Regions from separate parts of the Sus scrofa genome. Here regions 1 and 3 are each linked to region 2. Evidence: chromatin contacts called from public HiChIP or PLAC-seq data. All regions are on one chromosome and are shown on one strand. Each heading gives the region's core, a stretch centred on a gene start, on an enhancer-like site or on the middle of the called end of the contact. The rest is flanking DNA. Distances are from core to core; before and after follow the strand shown. Region 1 holds the start of ISYNA1 (a long non-coding RNA gene). Region 2 holds the start of LRRC25 (leucine-rich repeat-containing protein 25). Region 3 has its middle 32 kb from the start of GDF15.

Evidence for each region. HiChIP or PLAC-seq counts read pairs in DNA pulled down with a chosen protein or histone mark.
Region 1: a contact with region 2 is called in an H3K27ac HiChIP or PLAC-seq map of alveolar macrophages. The contact joins the promoter of ISYNA1 here to the promoter of LRRC25 in region 2. A contact is called at or near these places in 4 of 47 Hi-C or Micro-C datasets (embryonic fibroblasts, heart right ventricle, liver and 1 more) and 1 of 2 datasets of contacts at active chromatin or transcription factors (alveolar macrophages).
Region 3: a contact with region 2 is called in an H3K27ac HiChIP or PLAC-seq map of alveolar macrophages. The contact joins the enhancer-like site here to the promoter of LRRC25 in region 2. A contact is called at or near these places in 1 of 5 promoter capture datasets (liver), 12 of 47 Hi-C or Micro-C datasets (adipose tissue, alveolar macrophages, embryonic fibroblasts and 6 more) and 2 of 2 datasets of contacts at active chromatin or transcription factors (alveolar macrophages and skeletal muscle).

Annotation. Positions count from the first base shown.
Region 1 is chr2:59,361,184-59,365,376 of Sscrofa11.1, reverse strand. ISYNA1 (a long non-coding RNA gene) reads right to left here and starts at 1,705. Exons shown (of 11, transcript XR_002341592.1): 1 at 1,558-1,705; 2 at 1,323-1,451; 3 at 1,015-1,176; 4 at 531-663; 5 at 245-438; 6 at 1-27.
Region 2 is chr2:59,399,607-59,404,175 of Sscrofa11.1, reverse strand. It overlaps LRRC25 (leucine-rich repeat-containing protein 25), which reads right to left and starts at 2,964. Exons shown (of 3, transcript XM_021083527.1): 1 at 2,751-2,964; 2 at 1,377-2,185. The coding sequence starts at 2,176.
Region 3 is chr2:59,441,027-59,445,589 of Sscrofa11.1, reverse strand. No RefSeq gene overlaps it. Among named protein-coding and RNA genes, the nearest start is that of GDF15, 32 kb to the right of the region's middle. Within about 2 kb of position 1,934, at least 25 of the 83 cell types and tissues checked have an H3K27ac peak or open chromatin away from gene starts, as enhancers often do. A contact at or near this core is called in adipose tissue, alveolar macrophages, liver and 2 more, where this site is marked.

The sequences.
Region 1 (4,193 bases), core at 456-2,955, 38 kb after region 2:
ACGGATGTCCCTGCGGATCTGCTCCAGCTGGCAGGGGGCGGGAGCGGGCGAAGGGGGAGGGTTGTACAGGTTCTCCCGACCTGTGGAGGCCTGGGCGACTCAATTACCCAAGTGCAAAGTGGGGCCTGGACCCTCGGGATGGAAGCATGGGGACAAAAGAGAACAGGTGGCGGGGGTGGGGGAAAGGACAAATGACAAGGGAGAACAAGTGGCAGAGGATATGGGGCGCCGGGAGGGGCTGCACCTGCTGCGCGCGCGTGCCCGGGATGAGGTTGTCAGCGCGCGCACTCTGGTTAGCTGCGATGAACTCCGGGATGTAGACCGACGGCCGCGGGCGCAAGGCCTCCATGTGCGGCCACAGTTGCTCCTGCAGCTCCCAATCTAGTACCTGCGCGCGCCTCATCGCCTCCGCCAGGTTCAGCGACGATATGTCCCAGCCTGGGGGGGCGGGGACCCTCAAGCTCGGCGGGGATCCTGGACCCCCACAGGCCCGGCCTCCCACCCCACCCCTGGCCCAGGGCCCCGCCCACCGTCGAAAACGAGATCGTCGGGTGCCACCATGGGCAGCAGCGCGCTGAAGGGCACGAACACCTCCTGGCCCTCGGCGTCCAGGCCTAGGCTAACGGTGCCAGCCTGTGTCAGCGAGCCGTAGTAGTTGGCCTCCTGGGGAGCGGCAGACAGGGCAGAGAGATGGGTGGGCGTGGCGTGGGGAGGCCCAAGAGTCGGCACACTCAAGCTCCGCCCTACTTTCGGGCGCCTCAGCTCTGCTCCAAGTCAAGGCAAGAGCTGCTTCCCCTCCGGAGGTCCCAACCCGAAGTCCTCCCTACCTTGGGCTCCGCCCCCACAAGACCCCCTGAGGAGTGCCCGCCCCGCCCCGTGGAAGCCCCGCCCCGGGGTCCGCCCGCAGCGAGGAACCCCGCCCCCTTAAGACCCACTCCTCCGTAGAGCCCCTCCCCCTCTGCGTGGATTCCAGCGGAGCCCTGGGTTCTACCAGGCGCCGCCCGACTCCCCCACCTTGCGGCCGGTGCGCGTAGGCCAGGACAGGCGCAGTCGGTTGGCCAGCACGGCAGCGGTCAGCGTGGAGCCGTTGTTCCCGCCCCAGCCGACGAGCATGACCCCCAGCCGGGGCACCTGCCGGGCGGTCCGGAAAGTGAAGCGCGTGGACGTGGGATGCACCTGGGGACAGGCGGTGCGGTGAGTCGGGGACCACAGGCCCCTCCCCCCTCATCGCAGGGCGGAGATCGCAGACGTTGGGCAATTCCCGCTTGGTCTCGGCTCCCTGGTTCCCCCTAGCCTCACGGCCAGCCCGGTCCCTCGCCTACTTTGAGGACGCCAGCCTCGCGGCTGACGCACGTCGTCCTGTACTCGTACTTCGCCTCGATAGCCTCGGGGCTGTAGACCACGTCGGGGCTCTCCACCACGAACTCGGTTGCGGCCTCCATCGTGGTGAGCTGGGGGCGCGGGGTGGGCAGGAAGTCAGCGGGGACCCGAGAGTTGGCTGGGCCAAGCCGACTTCGGTCCCTGGGGAGTCTGCACCCCTCCCGGGGCCGCACTTACCGGCGCAGAGTCGGCTGGAACTGCAGCGGACGGCTAGGGCTCGGGGCGCGCGAACTCGAGAGAAAAGAGCGGTGGCTCCACCCCGCTCCGCCCCCTCGCTCCGCCCACGCCGCGGAGGAGGGGCGCTCGCGGCCTGGACGGTGCACACAGGCCTTGGATTCGGGTTCGAGGCCCTTCTGCCCCGAGCCCCCGTGTTAATCTGGTCCCCTAAACTGTCCTGCGCGGCCGGACAATCATATGGGCCGCAGACCCCCGGCCCGAGCTCGGCGCGCGTGATTCACTTCGCATCGCGGGTTGAGCCGGCGGCAGCTTCCCCTCATATTACAAAAGAGAATCATATGGATGTAAGTGAGCGCAGGCCCCAGCCACAAGGCAGGAGGTGGAGCCAGGCAAGGAGGCTGGGCCTCTGCGGGGTTATCTGGAGAAACCGAGGCACGAGACACTAAACCGGGATTAAGACTTCGAAGCCAGACGCTCCTCCAGCCCAGGCTGCCTCCTCCCCCTACCCCTTCCAGAACAGCAGCACCCTCCAGATATCAACCCCCCACCCCCACCCCCGCCACAGGGTTCACGTGGATGGGGTGGTGGCTGCGAGTCCTCAGTTTCCCCACCTGTAGCAGGAGGGCTTGATTGGGCCAGGCTGGAGTGGGGGCGGGGGAGAGACTGTTGGCGAGAGGAGGGGAGGGGAGAGGAGGGGAGGGGATGGGATGGGCAGAGCAGAGGCGGCCCGCTGGGGAGGAGCTAGGCCAGCACAGCACTAAGCCCCCCTAAGAGCACAGCGATAAAGGAGCGTGGGAACCCGGCAGGCGGGCGGGGGCGGCTCCCCCAGGAACTTTCCAAAACAAGCGGCCTCCTCCGGCTGGAAAGTTTCCACCACTGGAGCTGACCCAAAAGGTGGATAGTTGGGAACATTTGCAGGAAACTTGGTCAGGGCCTGGCCTTGGAAGGTGGGGGTTCTAAAACCGGTCCAGGTTTTGCCCTCCAGGGGCTCCAGTGAGGGGGAGTCAGAAGTGGACTGGGTCACTCCCAGCCAGAGGGACCTAACAGGCAGCGCTGGGCAGGGCAGACTGCCTGGAGGATGTGGCGCGGTGAGGGATCTTGAGATCTGAAGACATCAAAAATGTGAAGGACTGCCCAGGCAAAAACCTGGGGGCGTGGTTTCAGGGGCAGATGAAAAGGGACTGAGCGCAAGGGGGAAGGAGGCAGTCTGGGGACCAGGGTAGACCTTCAGGGCTGGGGACAGGAAAGACAGTATAATAAATATTTGGGTTTTGTCCCCCTGTTCCTGGCTGGAGATTGAGTTCAGTTGCCAATGGCCGGTGATTTATTCAATCATACCTACAATCCATTAGGTTCCATTACCTCTGTAACAACCCTTAACAGTGAGGTTCTGGTGAACCCATGGAGGTTCTGGGAGAAGTTGTGGCAGCCCCGCGCCATTCCCCACACCCTGCCCTCTGCATTTACTTCAAGTGCTTCCCTGAGCACCTCGGGCCATTCTAGCAAATCACTAAACCTCTGAGGGGGCTGAAAGGGATGGATTTACAGAGGGTTGTTTGGTCAGACATATGAGTGGCCAGGGACTTGAGGCTGGCATCTGAAGTGAGGGCTGAGTCCCTCAACCTGTGGGGCCAGATGCCTGACATGGGAATGGAACTGTTGGATGTCCAGTTGGTGCTGGAGAATTGGAGGGAGCTTGTGCCTCCAGGCCATGTGTGACATCACAGGAATGTGTACAGAAAGGTCCCCAAAGACCCAGCCCTGAAGAACCCCAGCATTCACAGGGCAGCCTGGGGGAGGTGCTGGCAGGAGGGTAGTGGGGCAGAGTGGCCCCAGGCAGGCTCCTGGAGGGGCAGCTGCAGGGGATGTGGCTTCTGACTGCTTCTATTCCAAGCAGTTGGTTGGAGCTGTAAGGAGAACTGCAGGGACAGTCTGGGTGTGTGACAGGGACTGAGTGTGCTGCCTGGGGGTGAGCAGTGAACGACTGAGGACCCCATTCCCACCAGACCGCAGGCTCCTGAGGGCAGGGGCAGAGCTGTTTCCATCACTGCTGAGTGCCAGCGCCCCGTGCACGGAAGTTGCAGCATCTAGGTGCTGGCAGGAGGAAGACATTGTCCAGCAATTGGCAGGGGCTGGTGGGCAACCCCCAAACCTTTGGCCACGGTGGCACAGGTCATGAGAGTGAGAAAACCCTTCTGGGGCCCTACGGGACTGGACTTGGGTGTCCTTGGCACAGGAAGGATGATCAGGGAACCGCCTGTAGCCACAGTGTCGCTGGGCAGTGGGGGCTGTGGGGGAGCCTGGCGGAAGGCTGGGGGAGGAGGGTGAACAGGGGTGAGTCTGAGGCGTGACAAGGCTGAAGGAGGCAGGTGTCAGCCCTGGGCCCCGGAGTGTGGGGACAGAGATGTTAATCCCTTTAGAACGGCGTGGCCAGGCCGCCCGGGGAGCAGGGTACATTCTGCCCCACAGAGAACTGCCTGACCGCCCCTCCCGCACCCCTCAGATTCCTGGGCCGCCTCAGAACTCAGGCCAAGGCCGTTGGCCAGCAGAGCCACCAGAGAGGCTAAGGCCCACAGTCCCTGACCCCTGGACCCCTTTAATCCCGGTCTTATTCTTTGTTTTTCCTTCCTAAAATA
Region 2 (4,569 bases), core at 1,715-4,214:
TGGTTTCTTTTGAAAAATTGGAAGCTCTAGCCACACCAGCCATATGAACATAAATAGCTGGAGCCAAACCAATGCCCCTTCAGATGGGAAATGTTTTTGCCAGATCTCCTGAAGCAACTGACTTTGTGGCCTCTACACAAAAATATATCTCTGAGCCTCAGTCTCTAGATCCATGGAATTGGTCACAGAGGAGGTAGCTTCTTAGGAATATCTTGTTATGGTGGGCAAGACCCCCAGAGAAGAATCCCACCCTGGCTCCTCTTGTAGCAAAGGCCACTTTGGATAAGTGGTGTCTATCAGTCATTTATACTTTAGTATAAATTACTCCAAACACATACATGATTGTATGGGGATGCGAATCAGGGTTTGTTTCTTGCCTCTGCTTCTGACCTTGGACAAGTCATTCCCCTGCCTCTCAGGACCTGTTTCTGCAACTGTAAAATGTCAGGTAGGATTGACACATCCAATTTTAAACAATGTTTTTAGAGGAGACTGGCTGGCCCTAAGGACATGGTAACAGTGAGGCAGAGGCAAGCATCAGAAGACAAGCTGCCTTAGGGAGTCTGGTGCCTTCAACTCCCTGCCATAGACCACTTCTGCTTTTGAGCCATATTTGCATCTGTTTTACATATTCTCTCATTTCTCACCAATAGCTTCCCATGGGCCTCCCTGGCTTGTGGATTCTGCTGCCCAAACCCAGCCATGACCCTCTTTCCCTTCCTGCTTGAATCCTCCCAGCCCCCTCCAACCTCAGCCCTGATGTCTTGCCTTCTCAAAACTCATCAAGGGCAGATTCTCTGTTCCCTCCTACCTCCGGGCCTTTGTTCCTATTTATCCCTGCCCCTAGGGGAGTGAAATCCCCTCCACTCCATCCAACCTGGGGAAAGTTGAACCTATCTACCTAAGCCCAGCCAATTCTGGAGGCAGAGCTTTGTGGCGGTAGAGAGAGGCAGGTGGCTTTCTTAGCATCTCCTTTATGTCAAAGAGAGATGGAGATGCTGTCCCATTTTACGGAGACAGAAACTGAGGTTCAGAGACAACCCTGGGTCATGGGAGATTGGAGCCCAGGCTGCTAACGGCTACCACAGAGCCCATACTCTGCCTTGAACACTTGCCGTCCTTGGCAGTCAGAAAAGTGGGTTTGCAGGTCATGAAGGGGGAGGCTTCTTACATATAGAGGAACTCACTTAATTCTTATCCCAACTCCATGAGGTGGAGGGCTGTTATTATCCTCATTTTGCAGATAAAGAAACCGAGGCCCAGAAAGGTCAAACTACTTGCCCAAGATCACATAGCCTGTAAGAGGCAGAGCTGGGAATTGAACCCTGGCCATCTGGCTCCAGAGTCTTGCAGGCAGATGTGGGTGGATTACTCACCTGTGTTCAGCCCACTGGTGCCCGGCAGCTGGCTGGCCCACGATCATGTTCTCATAGTCCGACGTGGAAGATCTGGTCAGGGTAGCTGCTGGGGGCTTAAGGTTGAGGGCCCGACTACTGTACCTCGGCTGCCGACCTGAGCCAGACCTGGAACCATCCTGAGCAGCCCACGTTTTGCTCAGGCCCCGGCCGCTGTCCATCCGACGTCTACAGAATCTCCAAGCCAACACTGGGCCAGCAATGGCAAGCAAGAGAAACAGGCTTCCACCAACTGCCAGTGCTCCTACGGCTCCTGCAGAGAGGCCAGGGGGACAGCCTTCCTCCAAGGCAGAGAAGTTGTGCCAGGCACCAGTGGTCTTATCTAGGCACTGCAGAGGCGGCTGGCCAGAACAGTTGTCCTGCCGAATCTTGTGCCAGGAAAATAGGACACAGTTGCAATCAGCCTTCAGGGTGAGCTGACAACGTCTGGCCAGTGCCCCATCCACGTGTTCCAGTGGGTTGTTTGTCACGTCCAGGAACTTCAGCTCTCCCAGGTGGCTGAAGAAGACTGATGGGAGCTTGCGAAGGCGGTTTCCAGACAAGTCAAGGATGGTCACACTTCTGGCCTGCAGAGACTGGTTCTGAGGCAGCCAGCTCAAGTTTTGGCCACTGAAGTTCAGGCATGTGTCCGTGAACTCTCTGGTCCAGTCCACGTTCCCGGAGGACACGCACGACGTTCCCTGGGTGCCTGGATTGTGCAGCAGCAGCAGCAGCAACGGCGGCGGCGGCAACAACAGCACCCACACCAGGGAGCCCCCCATTTAAGCAACCTAGGCAGAGAGACCAGAATCCAAAGCCTAACCTCAGCCTGTGGTCGCCACCTGTTATGTGTGTGTATATATATATATATATATATATACAGCTCAGGCCACTTCTGAAGTGTTAAAACATAGCCCTTCGCTGGACGCCCCTTTGGTTGGCTCTGGCCCCCAGCCTCAGTCTCCCCTTCCGGGGAACGGGTACATAACCTGGGTGCCTCAAGGGCTCAGAAGGCAAGGAGGAGACCTGGCCCAGTCAGCCCCTTCCCCTTCTCTGAGATAAGCCACTTTGGGCTAAGTTGCCCAATTTCCTCCCCGCCCCCCAACACTCCGGGAGCCCTTGTTGGCCAGACAGGACTATATGCAAAAAGAGTGGTTGCTGGCGCAGGTGCAGCCCTGCAAAGCAGGGGAAAAAAAAAAAAAAAAAGATTGGTTGCCCTGGAAACGGCCCCGCCCCTCTGCCTTTCTTCCTGAACGACAGGCGGCTGGGAGGGAGTCATGAGCGGGGCCTGAAAGGGCCCCCCGGCTTTGGCTTGCCGCTCCTGAGCAGTTCCAAGTTCTAGTGCCTCCGTCCTACCTTTCTAGTTCCACTGGCACGGCTTTGCCTCGACCGGGCTGGAAGTCTCTGGCGCGGAGGGGCTGCGTCGTGGCTCACCTGGACACAGGGGCCAGAGCGACGGACCCTTCGGGGATCTGGATCCGCTAGGGTCTCTGGCGTTCCTCAAGCTCTGCAACCAGCAACTCAGGGGGAAGAGGAACTGGTGCCCGGGTGGAGTGCAGAGAAGAAAAATGAAGAAGACACCGAGCCCCATAGGCCTCCTCCCCGTTCCCCCTCCCCAGGCCTCTAGGACCAGAATTCTCACGAGAGGGGGAGGGGCAGCCTACTTCCCTCTTGCTGGCCCTCAGTGACTACATGGCCCCCATTAACGCCCCAACTAACTTCTACCCCATCAACTTACTTCACAATGAGTTGCATTCATATATTCATTCAACAAACATCACTCAGGAGTTCCTGTCATGGCTCAGCAGTAACAAATTTACTAGCATCCATGAGGACCCATGTTCCGTCTCTGGCCTTGCTCAGTGGGTTAAGGATCCAGGCATTGCCGTAGCTGTGGTGTAGGGCACAGAAGCGGCTCAGATGCTCTATTCCTGCCATTAAAAAAAAAAAAAGACAACCAAAAACCCCACAAACATCATCCATGCTAAGTCCCTAAGAGGCTTCAGCCCTGGCCATTTGTTCCAGGAATATCCAGTCTTGGGAGAAGACAGAACTGGACAAAGACACCCCCAGGCTGGTGGAGTCAGGTCAGGGCCAGAAGGAGGGACAGGGTGCTGGAAGACTTCCTAGAGGAGGCATTAGAATTGGGGCTTCAGGAGTTCCCGTCGTTGCTCAGTGGTTAACGAATCTGACTAGGAACCATGAGGTTGCAGGTTCGATCCCTGGCCTTGCCCAGTGGGTTGGGGATCTGGCGTTGCCATGAGCTGTGGTGTAGGTTGCAGACGCAGCTCGGATCCTGCATTGCTGTGGCTATGGTATAGGCCAGCAGCTGCAGCTCCAATTAGACCCCTAGCCTGGAAACCTCCGTATGCCCGGGTGCGGCCCTAGAAAAGACAAAAAAAGACAAAAAAAAAAAAAAAAAAAAAAAGAAGAAGAAGAAGAAGAAGAACTGGGGCTTCAGCACATGAATGGGAGTTTGCCAAGGATTCCTAAAACCTGCCTTTGACTCCCCAAGCTCCTAGCATCCCCCGCAAGTCAGAGCTCTCCTAACATATATTCATGCTTCCAGGCTGCAGGGAGATATGAGGAGGGCACCCTGTGTGAGGGGACATTGAGTCTGGAGCTTGGAATATAAATAGCAGTGGCAGCAGAAACGAATGCATTGAAGATTCCAGAGAGAAGAGAAAGCATGGCCGGCTGTGACAGTATAGTTAGGAGTGGAGCGGCTAAATGGAGGAACTGGTGACATGAGCAGGGGGACAGGCAGCACAAGCCACCAAAGCCATGCTCAGGAATGGGGCTGTATTCCCAGGGCCAGAGCAGCTTGTGAGCACTGAGTCAAAAGATTCTACTGGAGTGAGCCTGGGGTCTGGAGGTGCAGAACCTTGCAAGGAGGCCAGAGAGGGGGCCTGAGTAGGACCTAAGGGATAGCGGCAAAAGAGAGAGTGAGGAGGTAATGGATTGGGGTGGGCTGAGAGAGGGTCTCCACCTCACCGGGTCCTGGCTTCAGGCAGAGCGGCTTCAAATCCTTTTTAGCCCCTGGCTTGTTGAACTTAACTGCTCTGTACCTCAGTTTCCACATCTGCAAAATGGGGCAAAGGGTATAAGCCTTCTCTTGGACTCTGAGAGGCTGGAGTCTACTCTCCTACGCTTTCCCCTCTCTTCAGTCTCTGCC
Region 3 (4,563 bases), core at 685-3,184, 42 kb before region 2:
TGTTCCATTATGAGGCCAACAGGGGGCGCAGAGAGGCGCAGGAGCCTCTGGGGAAGGGGAAGACGCCCCAGAAGGCTGGGCTCCTCCTCGAACTGAGGCCAGCACCTTGCCTATTCCCTGCCATGAGAGCCCAGTCTCCTTGTGGCTGGACCAGGCACTGAAGAATTATCTACTGTGCCCTAGGCTTTGGGCTGGGAACACACCAGGGATCTCACCACTCCTAGGTTGGGAGTAGAGTACAGGGGTCCCAGCTGTGATGGGGGACACCCAGGCAGCTGAAGGGTCCAAGGCATATTCGGGGAGGCTCATTCCAGGATAAAAACTGACCCCACTTAACAGTTTCCCTCAGATCTTGCCTGGACATTCTCAGTCTTAAAGGTGAAGCTCTCAGACACCATGGCGTTCCCACCAAGGCGCAGTGGAAATGTTTTCTGTTTTTTTTTTTTTTTTTTTTTAGGGCTATACCTGTGGCATATGGAGGTTCCCAGGCTAGGGTTCAAATTGGAGCTGTAAGTATATGCAGGCCTACGCCACAGCTATAGCACCTCGGGATCTGAGCTGCATCTGCAACCTACACCTCAGCTCACAAGAGTGCCAGATCCTTAACCCACTGACTGAGGCCAGGGATTGAGCCTGTGTCCTCATGGATACTAGTTGTGTTCTTAACCCACTGAGCCACAATGGGAACTCCGAGGCGCAGTGGAAATGAATCTGACTGGGAACCATGAGGTTGCGGGTTCGATCCCCGGCCTTGCTCAGTGGGTCAGGGATCCAGCGTTGCTGTGAGCTGTGGTGTAGGTCACAGACGTGGCTCGGATCTGGCGTAGCTGTGGCTGTGGTGTAGGCTGGTGGCTACAGCTCTGATTAGACCCCTAGCCTGGGAACCTCCATATGCTGCAGGTGTGCCCCGTAAAGACAAAAAATTAAAAATTTTTAAAAATTAAAAAAAAAAGAAAGGTGAAGGTCTCAGATACCATTCTTGCCCTTCTAGTCCATCCTGTTCCAAGAATCTGCCTGAGCCCCTTCCCACCTTTCACACCCTCGGCGGTTCCCCTTGGCCCCCAGGAGAAAACCAGACTCCTTTGCTGAACATCTGAACCCCTGTTCCCTTGTGTCTGCTGATCTCAAGTTTCCTTTTCTACCTGGAAGTCTCTCGTCTCCCATTAACACCTAGAGAGTTCCTAGGCATCCCTCAAAACCCCAAGTTTTGGGGAAGATGTTGAGGTCATTTTGGGACAGTTTGTATGTAACAGAACTGGGTAGTGGTAAGAAGGGCAAAGTACTGCACCGGAAATCCCACACCTTCTTCAACTTTCCTAACTGCTCCTTCCTGCCCTGGCAGCTTGCCTCTGGGCACTGCCCAGACCTGCCCAGGCATGTCCTGGTCCCCCAGAAGAAAGGAGGGGCGGGTTCAGGCGGCCCCCCCCAACACGTACACACTGCGTTGTGCTCATGGGAGGAGAGGGTAAGAAACTGAAAAACAGAAATGCAGAGAGGATGAGGAAGAGAGGGTTTGGGGACTGAGGGAGGCAAAGAGAAAATGCGGTAACTTCCAGCCACTTTCTCTTCCAAGCTGCTGTGTTTAGGGTGAGGACATGGAGAGGCAGAGAGAGCCCCAACCAACCAGAAAGGAGGCTTTGGGATGCTGGGTGGCTGGGACCCCATGCTGTGAGAGCCCTGCACAGGGCTGCCTGTTCCAGGTCTCGGTTTCCCCCTGTAACAGAGAGCTGACATCACACCCCCCCACCCCCACCTCCTGGGCAGGACCACGAGTCCACACGCAGCCAGAGCCTAGGGCGCAGCAGGTGTTACATAAATGCACACTGTGGTCAGTGAAACTGTTAGCAAGAGCAGGCATGCAACCCAGGGCGCTGGAGCAGGGTGTGGGGGGGCGGAGGAGGGGTGGGGGTGGGGGCTCAGGGTTCCGGGCTTCAGAGCAAGCACGTGGGGCCCCAAGCCTGATGTCTCAGCTGACCCATTTCCTGCCTGGCTGGGCTATCCTGGTGACCCCCTGCAGCCAGGAACCCACACAGCCGGCCCCAGGGCCTGAGCTGACCACTTCCGTCCCTCTCCCCCTGTGGCCCAGGCCCTGATGACTCACAGTCAGATGTCCCCTTCCTTCCCCCACCCCTCAGTGCTGATTTGGGGGGGTGTTGGCAGAGGCCTCAACCCAGAAGCATCAGGGAGGGGTGCCATGCCCCTGACCTAACTGCCTGATGAATGAAAACCTGCCCTTGGCTAGGAGAACATGAATCCTTTGGGAACAGTCTATTGGAATCAATCAGAATCTCAAGCTTTCAGCCACACACACATGCAAAATTCCATAAAGAATTTGAAAAGATAACCTGGGGACTGAGAGAAGATGTGTGTGTGATGCATTTCACTGATAAGGAACAGCCTCCACGACTTAGGAAAGTGACACCCCCACACCCACACCACCAAAGTTAGAAGGAAGAAAAAAACACCAGACAGAAATATGGGCAAATGGGAGTTCCCTTCATGGCTCAGTAGTTAACAAACCCAACTAGGAGCCATGAGGATGCGGGTTTGATTCCTGGCCTCACTCAGTGGGTTGAGGATCCGATGTTGCCGTGAGCTGTGGTGTAAGTCGCAGACACTGCTCGGATCCCTTGTTGCTGTGGCTGTGGTGTAGGCCGGTAGCTACAGTTCTGATTCCACCCCTTGCCTGGGAACTTCCACAAGCAGTGGGTGCAGCCCTAAAAAAAAAAAAAAAAGAAAAAAAAGAAATATGGGCAAATGGAGTTCCTGTTGCGGCACAGCAGAAATGAATCCAACTAGTATCCATGAGGATGTGGTTCGATCCCTGGCCAAACTCAATGGGTTGGGGATCCGGCGTTGCTGTGAGCTGTGGTGTAGGTCGCAGGTGCGCTTCAGATCCCGTGTTGCTGTGGCTGTGGTGTAGGATGGCAGCTGCAGCTCCGATTGGACCCCTAGCCTGAGAACCTGCATATGCCACAGATGTAGCCCTAAAAAGACCCCCCCCCCCAGAAAAAAAGAAAAGGAAGAAGAAGAAGAAAGAAAGATGGGCAGACGACTTTGTTTTGGCCATAGCAATGACATGAACTGGGTGTCTACAACAGCAGAAATTTATTCTCTCAGAGTTCTAGAGGCCAGAAGTCCCAATCAAATTGTCAGCAGAACTGAAGGCTGTGGAGGAGAATTGGTCCCAGGCCTCTGGAGGCTTTTGGCACTGTTTAGTGTCCCTTCGATTATGGCTACATCACTCCAACCTTGGCTTCTATCTTTGTGTGGCCTCTTACAAGGAAATCAGTCATTGGATTTAGGGCCCACCCTACTCCAGTATGACCTCATCTTTTTTTCTGGCTGCCCCCATGTCATATGGAGGTTTAATCCCTGTACCCATGGCCAGGGATTAAATCCAAGTTGCAGCAACAACAGATCTTTCAACCCACTGTACCAGGCCAGGGATCAAACTCTCGCCTCTGCAGTAACCCAAACCACTGAAGTCGGATTCTTTTTAGGGCCGCACCCGCAGCATACGGAGGTTCCCAGGCTAGGGGTCTAATCAGAGCTACAGCCGCTGGCCTACACCACAGCCATAGCAACGAAGGATCTAAGCCGAGTCTGTGACCTACACCACAGCTCACGGCAACGCCGGATCCTTAACCCACTGAGTGAGGCCAGGAATGGAACCCACAATCTCATGGTTCCTAGTCGGATTCGTTTCCGCTGCACCACAACAGGAGCTCCTCAATTTCAATTCTTAATCCACTGTGCCACAGCAGGAACTCCCCAGTACGACCTCATCTTAACATAAGTAATTACATTTGCAAAGACCTTCAAGGTCACAATTTGAGGTTCTAGGTGGACATGAATTTTCGGACACACTATTCAATGCAGTACAGGTGTGAACAGGCAACTCAGGGAAGATAAACCCAGGACAATCAATAAGTAGAAACTCGATCTAGTTGTCAGGGAATGAAAATCACGGAGATTCCTCTTCACCCCTAGAGAGGCTCACAAGCAGGGCCTGGGATATAAAAATCCTTTGCTCATTTTTCTGGAGTTCCCTGGTGGCTTAGCAGGTTAAGGATTCCATGTTGTCATTGCTGTGGCCGGGGTCTCTGCTATAGTGTGGCTTTGATCCCTGTCCCAGGAGCTTCCATATGTACGGCCAAAAAAAACCCCAAACTAAAGGAGTTCCCATGATGGCTCAGAGGTAATGAACATGACTAGTGTCTTTGAAAACACAGGTTCAATCCCTGGACTTACTCAGTGGGTTAAGGATCCAGTGTTTCTGTGAGCTGTGTTGTAGCTTGCAGGTGGGAATCAGATCTGGCATTGCTGTGGCTGAGGGGTAGGCTGGCAGCTGAAGCTCCAATTGGACCCCTAGCCTGGGAACTTCTATATGTTTGAAAAAACAAACAAAAATAGCCTTAAAAAGCAAAAAAACAAAAACAAAAACAAAACAAAACAAACTCAAACAAACCACCACCAACACCAATTCTTTGCCCTTTTTAGGGCCACACCCATGGCATTATGGAGGTTCTCAGGCTAGGGGTCAAATCAGAGTTGTAGCTG